Regions from separate parts of the Mus musculus genome. Here all the other regions are linked to region 3. The links are chromatin contacts, called in public HiChIP or PLAC-seq and promoter capture Hi-C maps. All regions are on one chromosome and are shown on one strand. Each heading gives the region's core, a stretch centred on a gene start, on an enhancer-like site or on the middle of the called end of the contact. The rest is flanking DNA. Distances are from core to core; before and after follow the strand shown.

Region 1 (3,153 bases), core at 326-2,825, 260 kb after region 3:
TGAATAATTTAAGCATCAGGCATTAGATGGGGCTGCAAGAGCACCCTCCATGCCCGGGGGACTTGTCAGGGTACCAGAAGTGTTGGGAACACATTCACAAGGGGACCCACGGACCTAAGAAGGCAAGGCAAGGAAGGAGAGCCTTCATGTAACATGGCTGAGCCCAACAGAAGCCTAGTGAAAGATCACAGGAGCCATAGACAGCGACTCCTGGTGGCTAAATACGAGACAACACAAACACCAGAATAAATAATCACAGCAATGGTTACAGTCTAAACCCAATGGGAAACAGTAAGTCAACACTAATGTTAACAAGTATCTGGGTGATGGATAGCTTGACAAAGACCCGCACATTCGGGCAGGAGAACAGATTAGCGAGTAAAGGCACTGAGTTCAACCCCCGGAACCCATGTGGTAGAAAGAGTCTGACTTTCACACACTCACTGTGAGCCATCATGAACAACCATACATAAGACACACAAAATAAAAAAGTAAATGTTCATTTTTTTTTTTATTTTTTTATTTTTGGTTTTTCGAGACAGGGTTTCCCTGTATAGCCCTGGCTGTCCTGGAACTCACTTTGTAGACCAGGCTGGCCTCAAACTCAGAAATCTGCCTGCCTCTGCCTCCCGAGTGCTGGGATTAAAGGCGTGCGCCACCACGCCCAGCTTATTATTTTAAGAGCAGTACTTTTCCACGGTTTAAAAGTACCTTCTTCACAAAATACTGGCAACTAGCAAAGGGAGAAAAGAGCAGCTTCTTGGCTGAGAGCCTAGCAGATGCTGTCAGCTGACTGAGGTGAACATCACCAGTAACAGGACCACCTCAAACTGTCATCAAACTGAATCTTATCATCAAAAATAAATGACAAGGTGGAGTGTGGGTGGCCTGCACCTGTAACCTCAGTTCTTGGGAGGTGAAAGCAGGAGAATCAGGAGTTGAAGGCCATTTTCCATTACATAGCAACTTTAAACCAGTTCGAACTAGGTGAGATCCTATCTCAAAAGGCAAAAACAGATCTGGTAGTGGTGACATCCTTACTACTTTAATCCTAGGACTTAGGAGGCAGAGGTGGGTGATCTATATGAGCTGCAAGCCAACCTGGTAAACAGAGCAAGTTCCAAGACAGCCAAACAGCTAAAGCTATACAGAGAAACCCTGTCTCAAAAACCAAGAGAGAGAAAGAGAGAGACAGAGAGACAGAGAGAGAGAGGCTAAAACAAACAAACAAAAGACAGACACAAAACCACTTCTGTGGCATTCCTGCCATAGACACTAAAGCTGACTCCAATCCTGAGGAAACGTCTGGCACTCCAAATGATAAGGTCATTAAAGCACGAAGTCAAGAAGGAAGAATTGTTCCAGAATAAAGAAAATTAAAGCAGAAAGACAACCACATGCAACATAACCTGATGCTTTTGCTGGTCTGAATCTAAGGGGAGCTACATGGGAAATTGCACAATCTAAACCGGGACTGGGTAGTGCGAGTTTTGGTTTCTTTTAACCTCAGTTATGCTACGGAGACATGTTTCTGTTTTAATCCCTGGTGTGGCCTCCTTCAGCTTATCCACAGCAGCAGACTGACTGCCTCGTGCTCCAGCAGGGGCAGGATCTGTGCCCAGTGCAGATAGCTTAATTCTGGGAACTCTTGAGCGAGAGAAAAAAAAAAAAAAGCCAAATGCCAGAGGGGGCTGAGGGAACTCTGAGGGGCAGGGGAACACTAAGGAAGAAGCCTGGCTGTTCGGCTGTACCCCCTGCTGGGTCCTGCTCCTGCTGCTGATGGTTGAGAGGAAAGAGACCAGAAGAAGCTGGACTTCCCGGTAGCGGAAGATTAGACTTGCTTTAGTCAGCAGGAAGTAGTTTAAAGAGACCTAGCCTCCTTTCTCCTCCACCCTTCCTTCTCTACTACCTGGTGATGGGGGGTTGGAAGGAATAAGGGCTGGAAGGGAGAAAGAGGTACATAAAAACCAAATAAAATAGCTAAAACAAATATGCCTACAGGGCTACAGATGAGATTATTGTTATATATCAATGTTTAGTTCCTGGTTTTGGTGGCTGTATTGTTGTTAAAAAAAACATTCTTGTTCATAGGAGGTAGACATTATAGAATTTGGAATTCAGTGGCCAACTGACCCTCAAATGGCTCAGACAAAAATCTCCACAATATATTTGCAAATTTAAGATCATTCCAAATAAAAAGGCAGTGTAAGCAAGAGAACAAGAATAAAAAATTAGCCAGGCGGTGGTAGCGCATGCCTTTAGTCCCAGCACTTGGGAGGCAGAGGTAGGCAGATTTCTGAGTTCAAGGCCAGCCTGGTCTATAGAGTGAGTTCCAAGATAGCCAGGGCTACAGAGAAACCCTGTCTCGAAAAAACAAACAAACAAACAAAACAAAAACAAAAAACAATAAAAAATTAGAGAATGTCTTTCTGAGTGATAAGCTTTTGAGTAACAGGAGGAGGAAGAATAGAAGGAAAGGAGGAAGAGAGGTAAAAGGCAGGAAAAAGGATAAGGACATGGATAAGAGGAAGTGGAGGAAGAGCAGCAGCAACAATAACAGAACTAGTAAGAACAATAATAATAAAATAAATATATGTGCACCTTATATAAATATAAAGAAGAAGAAGAATAACCAGGCTAGGCGTGCTGGTTATTATTTTAATCTCTACACCTAGAAGGCAGAGACAGAAGGATCTCTACAAGTTCAAGGCCAACCTAGTCTCCATAATAAGTTCCAGGCCAGCCAGAGCTACACAGTGAAATCCTGCTGAAAGAAAGAAAGAAAGAAAGAAAGAAAGAAAGAAAGAAAGAAAGAAAGAAAGAAAGAAAGAAAGAAAGAAAGAGAGAGAGAGAGAGAGAGAGAGAGAGAGAGAGAGGGAGGGAGGGAGGGAGGGAGGGAGGGAGGGAGGGAGGGAGGGAGGGAGGGAGGGAGGGAGGGAGGGAGGGAAGGAAGGAAGGAAGGAAGGAAGGAAGGAAGGAAGGAAGGAAGGAAGGAAGGAAGGAAGGAAGGAAGGAAACAACCCAGGCCAGACACAGTGGCACATTCCTGCACTGAAGCCCAGCCTGGGCAACACAGTAAGACTACCTTTAAAAGAACCCTGCAATCCTAGCACTTGGGATGCTGGGGCAGCAGGACCACAAGTCAGAAGTCCC
Region 2 (3,033 bases), core at 467-2,966, 300 kb after region 3:
CTTTATTTTTTATTTTATTTCATTTTTGGTTTTTTGGTTTGTTTTTGTTTCCGAGGCAGGGTTTCTCTGTATAGCCCTGGCTGTCCTGGAACTCACTTTGTAGACCAGGCTGGCCTCGAACTCAGAAGTCCGCCTGCCTCTGCCTCTGCCTCCCCAGTGCTGGGATTAAAGGCGTGCGCCACCACCGCCCAGCCTCAATCACTTTTCTATACAACTGTCCAGTCTTAATTATTCCAAGAATGTGAACCGTTTTTGTCTTAGTCAGGGTTTCTATTCCTGCACAAACATCATGACCAAGAAGCAAGTTGGGGAGGAAAGGGTTTATTCAGCTTACACTTCCATGCTGCTGTTCATCACCAAGGAAGTCGGGACTGGAACCCAAGCAGGTCAGGAAGCAGGAGCTGATGCAGAGGCCATGGAGGGATGTTCCTTACTGGCTTGCTTTCCCTGGCTTGCTTTCTTATAGAACCCAAGACTACCAGCCCAGGTGGGTGGGACCTTGATCACTAATTGAGAAAATGCCCCACAGCTGGATCTCATGGAGGCACTTCCCCAACTGAAGCTCCTTTCTCTGTGATAACTCCAGCCTGTATCAAGTTGACTCACAAAACCAGTCAGTACAGTTTTCCTTTGGTCCGTGAATGTTTCTCTAAACTTGCCCGTCACGTATAACTTTGATTAAAAATCCTCCAGCATGGTTTCACACTCAAGGTGTGCAGCCCTCTGGACAGAAGCAGGTGGACATCTGTGCTTTTTGAAGCCAGCCTGCTCTACATAGCGAGTTCCAGGCCTGCCAGATCTATACAGTAAGACCCAGTCTCAAAAAACAAAAAGTCACATGTTTTTCCCTTGTTAATCACAGTGGCCTTTAGGGCGAGGAAGTATCACGTATTTTCACCCCAATACATCTGACCTGTATTACATTCGCCGGCTTGAGTGTCTGACTTCTCTTACAAATCTGATAAACTTTAACCTAACCCCCAAAATATAGACAAGCAGATAGAACGATGGACGAATGGACGGATAGATGGATGCACAGACAGACAGACAGTTGCTGCAAGATGAAATCAAACAAAACACTAACCAAGGGCGGGTTTTGGAACCCTCATTGGAACCACACACCCCAAGGGAAGATGAGGAACGAGGGTCTTGGCTCTGACAGCCTGGAACCTCCACTTTTGGGCGCCTCTGCAGAGAGGCGAGACCCGGTGCAAGGCACCGCCCCCCTGCACGTGGCACTCACCAGTGCACCAACACCGCGCGGCCTTCGGAGCGAGCCTGGCCGATGAAGGCCACGCAGCGATCCAGGTGGCTGAGCAGGTCGGTCTCGGGTTTGTCCAGCGCCGGCACGAAGAGGCTCCGGAGACCTTCGAACCCAGCCCCAGCCGGGAAAGCCGGTTCAGAGTCCACCGTCAGCACGGCGGTGATGCCCGCCTCCCTCAGATGGCCCGGTTCCGCCACTGCCGCTGCCCCACCCAGATACAGCCCGGGCCGCACTTCCACGGCGTGCCCTGCCGAGCTGGCGGGACTGGCAGTCGGAGCCTGGCGCTCGCAGCCATGGTTAGAACCCTGCGCTTCCAACATGGCAGAGCCAGGAAGCCAGGCAGCCGCTGCCCGCCACCAAGTCACCGGCTAGAGTGACTGACTCCTGTGTCGGAATAGCTCCAGCCGCTCAGCAGCGCCGTGGGAGGACCATGGCAATAGGGAAAATGACTGCTTCTGGGGAAGGTGATGTGAGCCGTGCTCGGGCTGTGTGCTTAAATAAGCTCCATTTAGAGCAGCTTTTCCACCCAACCTTCTAAAGTCCAAGGCAGAAAAATAAAGTCTCCATTCATCCGTTGCTGGTAGGACCACAAACTTGTACAGTCACTATGGAAATCAGCTTGGAGGTTCCTCAGGAAAATGGGAATCTATCTCAAGATCCAGCAAAGCCACTCTTCCTACCATTTGAGACATTTGCCCAACCATGTTGCCTATTGATGCCTCATAATAGCCAGAAATTGGAAACAACCTAGATGTACAACAGAAGACTGAATAAAGAAAATGTGGTACATTCACACAATAAGGTATTACTCAGCCATTTTAAAAAAAAAAAATAAAATTTGCAGATAAATGGATGAAACTCGGGAAAAAAAAATCATTCTGAGTGAGGTAACCCAGACCCTGAAAGACAAATCTGGTATGTATAAGCTTATATGTGGATATTAGCTGTGATAACTGATGTGTTAAAATAGAGGCTCGAGTCTGAACACAGTACACTGGGCCCAAACAGTTCCACGTGTAAGAATTTTATTGGGGGATGGGAGGGAGGTGGCGGCAGAAAGAGAAGTGAGGGAGGGAGGGAGAGGGAGAGATGGGGGCAGCTCTGGAGTGGGATGTTCTTCTTGAGGCTTTTGGGGTAGAGAGGGAAGAGCTTAGGCGGAGGGTAGGACTTTGTTGAGATATTTAGGGATGCTGTATAATAAAGCGTTTACTTATCTAAGCCTAAGTTACCGTGCTGTTGTAGCTGATCTGCCTTCTGTGATCCTCTGAGGCCAGAAACTACAGTTTCTGGCAACTAGCACCTCTTCTTCAAGCCACAAGAGAGATAGATAGATATGTCTATCTCAGCAGGAACTGCTGGGCTCTAACTTTCAGCCTGCTAGTCCGGTCTCAGGAAGAGAAGACACTTAGATAAATAATTATAGAGTTTATTACCAAGTTGTAAAAAGTTTCCTATGAAAGCTATCTAAGGGGAAAAGCAGAAAGATCCTGAGTGGGTAAAGGGAAAAATTCTCTAAGTGGGGAAAGGGAAAAGAATCTAGTCTAAGTGGGGAAAGGCAAAAAAGTCTCCTCTATTGATCTTAGCTCTCCATTGATCTTAGTTCTCTATGATTCTTTCGTGTCTCTTTGTCCTTGGTACTTATACGTCTTCCAGAATACATGATCACATGTTACAAGTTCATCACAAGTTCACACAAAAAATCAAATCATAAATTGAAATAGAAGTTTACAGCAGAGAATGTTTACATGCATATCCATTAGGAGTGATTA
Region 3 (3,162 bases), core at 551-3,050:
CATCAATAGGGTGAAGAGGTAACTCTAATTCTAGAAGATATGACTGAGAAAAGTTGGGGTTTGGGGGGGATATGAGTCACCAATTCATCCATCTGCATGAGAAAAGGGGAGGAACTGTAAAGATAAATGACCTCTGGGCATCTGACACTCCAATGATGTTTTGCAAACTAAAGGAAATTGACACCTGACGGCAGTCCTTGCACAACAGGCTAACCTGCGGGTCACTGCAGAAAAGAGAACGGAGCAAGTCTGCCTTTTGTCAAAAGTCTTGTTCTCAAAACCCAATCTATACAGAGCTCGCTTAAATTCCACTCAGTAACAAGCACACTGTGCATGCTGAGCATCCCTGCGCGTTTCTTTCCTTAAGTTATAGGTAGGACTGGGCATCAGTCACGAGCAGAAGCCTTTTCCACTGAAAAGCACCATTCCGGGAAACTCCACTGCAGTCTTAGAAGCCAGAACTCCTTACACAGAGAGGTGCCTCATGGTCAGGTCACCGGGTTGCCTGTCTTATACACAACCACTGGTCCAGCGAGGTTTCCACTCCACCCCTCCCCCAAGGGTGGCTTTGGCCTTGACCCTGCAAATTCCAGTCTGGGCTAAATTCTTCATCAGCAACTGCTGAGATTTAACAGTGCACCACAAAACTAGAAAACAGGTTTCACCCCACTACTACACCAATGACTGACACATGCTAAAGTGTCCAAAAGCAGACATTTGGGAAGTAACTTTTAACACCTACACTCAACTACTTGGAATGAGTGTGTGTGTGTGTGTGTGTGTGTGTGTGTGTGTGTGTGTGTGTGTGTGTGTGAAATATACACATATATATATAACTTTTTTAAAAACCGGTCAGGAAACAAGCATTCTCCTTTTAAAACACCTCCAAAAGCACCTCTCTCATGGGAGGCCAGCAGGTAAATAACACCAGCGCTTCCTTAAAGCTTTCTAAAGAGCCAGACATGCAGGCTGCGCTGCTCAGCCTTCTCCGGGAAGTAACTCAATCCAGCCTTGGCGGGCGAGGATGGGGTGTCTGCAGGTAGGAGACGGGGAAGAGGCAGTACACCTCAAACTTTGCAGGTGCTCATTTTTAGCTGTTCTGGGCAAGAGCTGAGAAAGGCCTAGCCCACCTGCTCTGAGTCCAGGACCGCTGGCACCCCATTCCCCCAGACCTGCCCTCTCAGGGCACTGCCCTCCCGGTGGCCCCTCACCTTGGCCTCAAAAGAGATGCCGTGCTGGAAGGCGTCCTCGTTGTGCAAAGGGATCCGTAGATCGTGCCCATCGTCCACAAGGTTGTACTTGGTTTTGCTGGGCATGGTGACCCGCGGCGGACCCGCTGCTCCAAGGGGGCGGCGGTGGCGGCGACGAGAAAGAGCTGGCGAGACCCTGTGCAGAGAACAGTGGGGCCGGGCGAGGCGGCGGCGAGGACCCGGGTCGTGAGGTGGGCAGCCTGGGTGCCAGGAGGTGGCAGGGGTGAACCGGGAGCCGAGCCTCCCGAGGGCCGAGCGGCAGGGGCGGCGCGGATGCGGCTGGCGCGAGCAGCTCGGTGGCCGCGCTCTGACTACGGGGAGGCGGCCAGGCGGCCGGGCAGGCGGGAGCGAGCGGCGCGGAGCCCCGGACCGGGACGCCGAGCGAAGGGCGCACGGCCAGAAGCGGGACTAGACCGGGAGTCCGATCCCGAGCTCGGCGCGCACGGCCCGGGACGAGGAAGAAAGGCAGCGGCGGCGGTGGTGGCGGTGGCGGCGGAGCAGGGTGCCTGTCACGGAGACGCCGGATCGGCTGCCAGCCCGCGGCTCCTCCTGCGGGGCGGGCCTGGACCGACTCCTCCCGCGCGCTAGAGCCCCGCCCGCCGCCGCCGGGTCCGCCCCGCGCCCCGCGCCCCGCGCGCGCCCAGCAGGTGAAAGTCCCCGCAGCGCTGAGCCGAGACCCGGGAACTTCGCCCTGGCCAGACCGCAGGAGCGTGGCGATCCAGGCGCAGTCCGCTTAACTAGTAGTGGCGAAACGGCATCGCCTTGCATGTGTGTGTTTGTTTTGGTTTTGTTTGGGGAGCCCGAGAGAAGCGGTGTTAATATTGGGTTTTGTTTTCCCAAGAAGGCCAGAGATCTATCCCAGATACCCTCGGTCTGGACAGCATTAATTCAGAGATCCCCGCTTCTCCTCAGAATCAAGGCGAAAACCAAATAAGAGGGCTGTCTCCAGTGCTTTTTGTCCCTTTGGGTGTGTGGCTTGCATTTGGGGGCTCAGCAGGGTTTCTTTGCGAAGAATTTAAATATATAAAAGTCGTCAGCCTCGTAGAACTGGAGTAGGCTGCACTAGGGACAAGAAATTGCAGAATGTTCTTATGTCATTTATTAAAGTTTTTTAACTGGCTGGTGATAAGAAAGAAAGGAGAAAAGAAATAGGAAGGAAAAGAAAAGAAAAGAAAAGAAAAGAAAAGAAAAGAAAAGAAAAGAAAAGAAAAGAAAAGAAAAGAAAAGAAAAGAAAAGAAAAGAAAAGAAAAGAAAAGAAAAGAAAAGAAAAGAAAAGAAAAGGAAGAAAGAGAACGTTTCCAGAATTCTGTGAGGCTTCTTATTGAAGCAAGAAGGAACGTGCCAAAGCAGGATTTGAGACCTGAGTGTGTAAACCTCATAGATACAGGGTTGTGTAACAGTTTCCTTTGAAATTGAAACATTCTGTCCAGCGTCCAGCAGGGAAGGTCTTTAAACTGGAAGGTAAACAACTCCAAGAAGTTTCAGGAAGTCCCTGAAACTGGCCAGATCCACCAGGCCCCTCCCTGCCAGAGTATAAACAAGAAAATCAGAGAGGCTCAAGTAACTTGAAGCTGAGCTGCAAAAGCAGTCTCTCGGAGGAGATAAACTGCAAAGACTCAGACCAGACCTAGAAGCAGCAGAAACCAGCTAAGCTGCCAGGAAGAGGTTTAGATCAGATCAGAGTCACTTGGAAAGGACACTCTCCAACCTGTTGAGCTGCCTGTGGGCTTCGAAGTGTACTCCAGGTCCCCAGCTTTTGTGCGCTGTCACCAATACTGGTCTGGGCCTTGATGATGCAGCTGTCTTTGAGACATTTCTGGTCCTGTAGGTAGCCTCTCACCCATTGTCCTGTAAGTAACTGCAGTAAAACCCATAACCAAGTGGAACTTTGGTGGTATCCGTACTTTGGTC
Region 4 (3,076 bases), core at 411-2,910, 310 kb before region 3:
TAGAAGTAACCAACCCAACTTCTGATTGGAATTAAGGCTCACTCCACTAGTTGAAATTGTAACATGCCCCTAGAACTTAGTAGGCCCCCAGGATTTAGCACAACTGATGTCATGATGAAAATGTCATCCAGGAACTAAAACTCCTAATACAGGCACTGCTACATGCTGAAACAGTGGTCCTCAACCTTTCTAATACAGTGATCCTTTAATAGAGTTACTTACATGGTGGTAATCCCCAATCATAAAATTATTCCATTGCTACTTCATAACTATAACTTTGCTACTATTATGAATCAGAATGCAAATATCTGATGTATGACCCATGACACACAGGTTAAGAACCACTTGGCCAATACAGAATAAAGACCTAATCCTTTAAAGTCCATAGATCTGGTAAAGTCTCTAAAGGTACTAACCTTGCCTTCTGCACTTTGTATGTCTGCTTCAAGCTAACTGTTCTTTCTAAAGTGTGTTAACTCAGGATGTGGTTTTGTTCTTAAAAAGTCACACCCCCCAAAATGCTCAGGGATACACTGGGATCCCAAACACCCAGTGTATTTTCTGGCTAGGTAACAAATTCTTTCCTTCCTTCCTTCCTTCCTTCCTTCCTTCCTTCCTTCCTTCCTTCCTTCCTTCCTTCCTTCCTTCCTTCCTTCCTTCCTTAACTCCTCCCTCCCTCCCTCCCTCCCACTCCCTCCCTCCCCCCTTGCTTCCTCCCTCCCTCCCTCCCTCCCTCCCTCCCTCCCTCCCTCCCTCCCTCCCTCCCTCCCTCCCTCCCTCCCTCCCTTCTTTCTTTCTTTCTTTCTTTCTTTCTTTCTTTCTTTCTTTCTTTCTTTCTTTCTTTCTTTCTTTCTTTCTTTCTTTTGATTTTTGGTTTTTGGTTTCTTGAGACAGGGTTTCTCTGTGTAGCCCTGGCTGTCCTGGAACTCACTCTGTAGACCAGGCTGGCCTCGAACTCAGAAATCTGCCTGCCTCTGCCTCCCACGTGCTGTGATTAAAGGCATGCACCACCACTGCCTGGCAATACTTTCTATTGGCTTAAACACTTATCCAAGTAGTCTTCTATGATGGATGCACCCAAAAAAAGAGATTCAATCTTGACAGTATTATTGGAGCCAAGAACCCATGGCTAGAGAGGTCCTTGTACTTAGGGGAGAACCTGCTACTATTATTTTGTTAAATGGACATGGTATTAAACCAACTCCTTAATGACTTATCACAATTCTATCCACAGAGCAGGGCATTTCTCAACCTTCATTAGGGAAGCTTACTTTTGAATAGATGGCCATTAATGCAGAGCATGATCAGAAAAAGCCCAAACAGAAATGGATACCTAGTGCAGCAGGGTTAGTGGTTTGGCCCCTAGGAAGCCAGAAGCCAGAAGGGGTGATATTCTGTAACCTGTCCCTAGGGAGCTTGATTTTAGTGCTGCTGCTCCAGCCACAAACAGCACTGACTCAGGTAGAAGGTATACTCACCCACTTGTGTGAGTCATATTTGAGCCACCCACCCCTAGGCTGAAGTATCGTGGTCACTCCATTTCCCTCCCTTCTCATTTCCTGTGTCTTGTAAAACTGAACCCTACAGAGCAACCTCATTTGTTTAGACCACAGTGGAGGAACAGACCTTCCACTCCTCTTCACTTCCCTCTTCACAGCACCTCCTTGGCCTGGGACTGATCTCAGGGTGACAGGGCGGTTTAAACATAACAACCCTCCATGGATCTGCCTTACTACCATGGCTGCCTGACCAAGCGAGAGTGTGAAGCCCTGCTCCTCAAGGGAGGTGTGGATGGCAACTTTCTGATAAGAGACAGCGAGTCTGTGCCAGGAGCCCTGTGCCTCTGTGTCTCGTGAGTATCCTCATCTTCATGCAGGCGAACCCTGATGGCAGCCATATGTTCAGGGAGTTGTATCTCATTCTATTTTGGAATAGGAATGGGCCAGGCACTGCCAGGAGAGGACAGAAGGATGTCCCTGCCCAGCTCTTCTGCCGGCCTTCCTCTCTCAATTGTGCATGCCACATGAGCAGAGTCTGAGACAACAGAAGAGGGTAGACAAGGAAGGAAGGAGAGAAGGTGATGGGGAGAAAGAACGGACATAGCAGCATTTTCTCTGCGTGCCTCTTTATGTGATGTGGAGAAGGTCGGGGGCGGGGGCGGGGGGGGCTTTACTATTGCATGAAAGGTTGGTTGGCTGCATTCACTTGCAGTATTTAAAATGCTAAGATTTCATATGCTTTCAGGTTGATAAAGGGCTTTACCAAACTGCATTTCCTCATTTCTTTTTATCCTTTATTTTGTGCTCTTATGAGACAAGCAGGATCCATTGTCATTTTATAGATGAAGAAATTGAGCAACACCAAACCCTTTATCATGCCTGTTACAGACATGGAGGAAGACTTTATTCAGGGTCCTCTTCACAGGTGTAGAGATTGATGCAATGGTGACTTCAGAGTGTGTGTGTGTGTGTGGGGGGGGAGATTGGCCTTAACTCAGAATACAGTATGAATTCAGTATGGGAAGTATGGGAAACCACTGGTCCCAAGGAATTAGGGTCAGGGAAGTCTCCATGAAGAAAGAGAGAGAAGAGAGGAGGAAGTAAAAGAAAGAGAAAAAGAGAGAAAGAGAGAGAGAATGGGCATGCATGTGCAGAGATAGAGACAGAGAAGAAGAGAGAAAGAGGGGGGGAGAGAGAGGGAGGGGAGAAGAGAGAAAGAGGGGGAGGATAGAGAAGGGAGGAGGAGGGAGAAAGGGAGGAAGAGAGGGAGGGAGAACAAAATGTGTTCATTACATGGGAAGGAGCTTCTTCTGGGGGAGGGGATGCCCAGCCCCGTGGCTGGAAAGTTCTTAGGAAGGGACTGGGGGATGCTGGGAGAACCTGGAGGCCAGGTCTGCTTGATATGTGAAATATACACCTCAGCTGGATTTTCCTGAGTCTGAATCCCAACAGTAACTCTATGAAGTGAGCAGGAAAAGGTCACTAGGAGAATGTTGCTTCTGACTGTCACCGTTCAGAGTACTTCATACTGTCTTGGTAATGATGAACGCATGACTCTGAAATAGCCCAGCTTTTTC

Evidence for each region. Promoter capture Hi-C pulls out the DNA fragments that hold promoters and counts their contacts. HiChIP or PLAC-seq counts read pairs in DNA pulled down with a chosen protein or histone mark. Capture Hi-C pulls out chosen DNA fragments and counts their contacts.
Region 1: a contact with region 3 is called in an H3K4me3 HiChIP or PLAC-seq map of bone marrow-derived macrophages, with 2.6 times the contacts expected there. The contact joins the enhancer-like site here to the promoter of Nos1ap in region 3. A contact is called at or near these places in 2 of 39 promoter capture datasets (cranial neural crest and second pharyngeal arch cranial neural crest), 4 of 115 datasets of contacts at active chromatin or transcription factors (bone marrow-derived macrophages, embryonic forebrain, forebrain and 1 more) and 1 of 9 other capture datasets (adipose tissue).
Region 2: a contact with region 3 is called in a promoter capture Hi-C map of liver. The contact joins the promoter of Dusp12 here to the promoter of Nos1ap in region 3. A contact is called at or near these places in 3 of 39 promoter capture datasets (the SN4741 cell line, cranial neural crest and neutrophils) and 1 of 9 other capture datasets (liver).
Region 4: a contact with region 3 is called in a promoter capture Hi-C map of stem cell-derived epiblast-like cells, with 5 times the contacts expected there. The contact joins the promoter of Sh2d1b1 here to the promoter of Nos1ap in region 3. A contact is called at or near these places in 19 of 39 promoter capture datasets (the 3T3-L1 cell line, 3T3-L1-derived adipocytes, the C10 cell line and 14 more), 3 of 484 Hi-C or Micro-C datasets (bone marrow-derived macrophages, growing oocytes and neural stem cells), 18 of 115 datasets of contacts at active chromatin or transcription factors (the HPC-7 cell line, SST interneurons, bone marrow-derived macrophages and 12 more) and 4 of 9 other capture datasets (adipose tissue, liver, macrophages and 1 more).

Annotation. Positions count from the first base shown.
Region 1 is chr1:170,844,361-170,847,513 of GRCm38.p6, forward strand. All of the region lies in intron 4 of Atf6 (activating transcription factor 6), which reads right to left. Among named protein-coding and RNA genes, the nearest start is that of Gm29733, 5.0 kb to the right of the region's middle. Within about 2 kb of position 1,576, at least 100 of the 459 cell types and tissues checked have an H3K27ac peak or open chromatin away from gene starts, as enhancers often do. A contact at or near this core is called in adipose tissue and bone marrow-derived macrophages, where this site is marked.
Region 2 is chr1:170,883,824-170,886,856 of GRCm38.p6, forward strand. Dusp12 (dual specificity phosphatase 12) reads right to left here and starts at 1,717. Exons shown (of 6, transcript NM_023173.2): 1 at 1,244-1,717. The coding sequence starts at 1,584.
Region 3 is chr1:170,588,049-170,591,210 of GRCm38.p6, forward strand. Nos1ap (nitric oxide synthase 1 (neuronal) adaptor protein) reads right to left here and starts at 1,801. Exons shown (of 10, transcript NM_001109985.2): 1 at 1,212-1,801. The coding sequence starts at 1,316.
Region 4 is chr1:170,275,658-170,278,733 of GRCm38.p6, forward strand. Sh2d1b1 (SH2 domain containing 1B1) reads left to right here and starts at 1,661. Exons shown (of 4, transcript NM_012009.5): 1 at 1,661-1,852. The coding sequence starts at 1,719.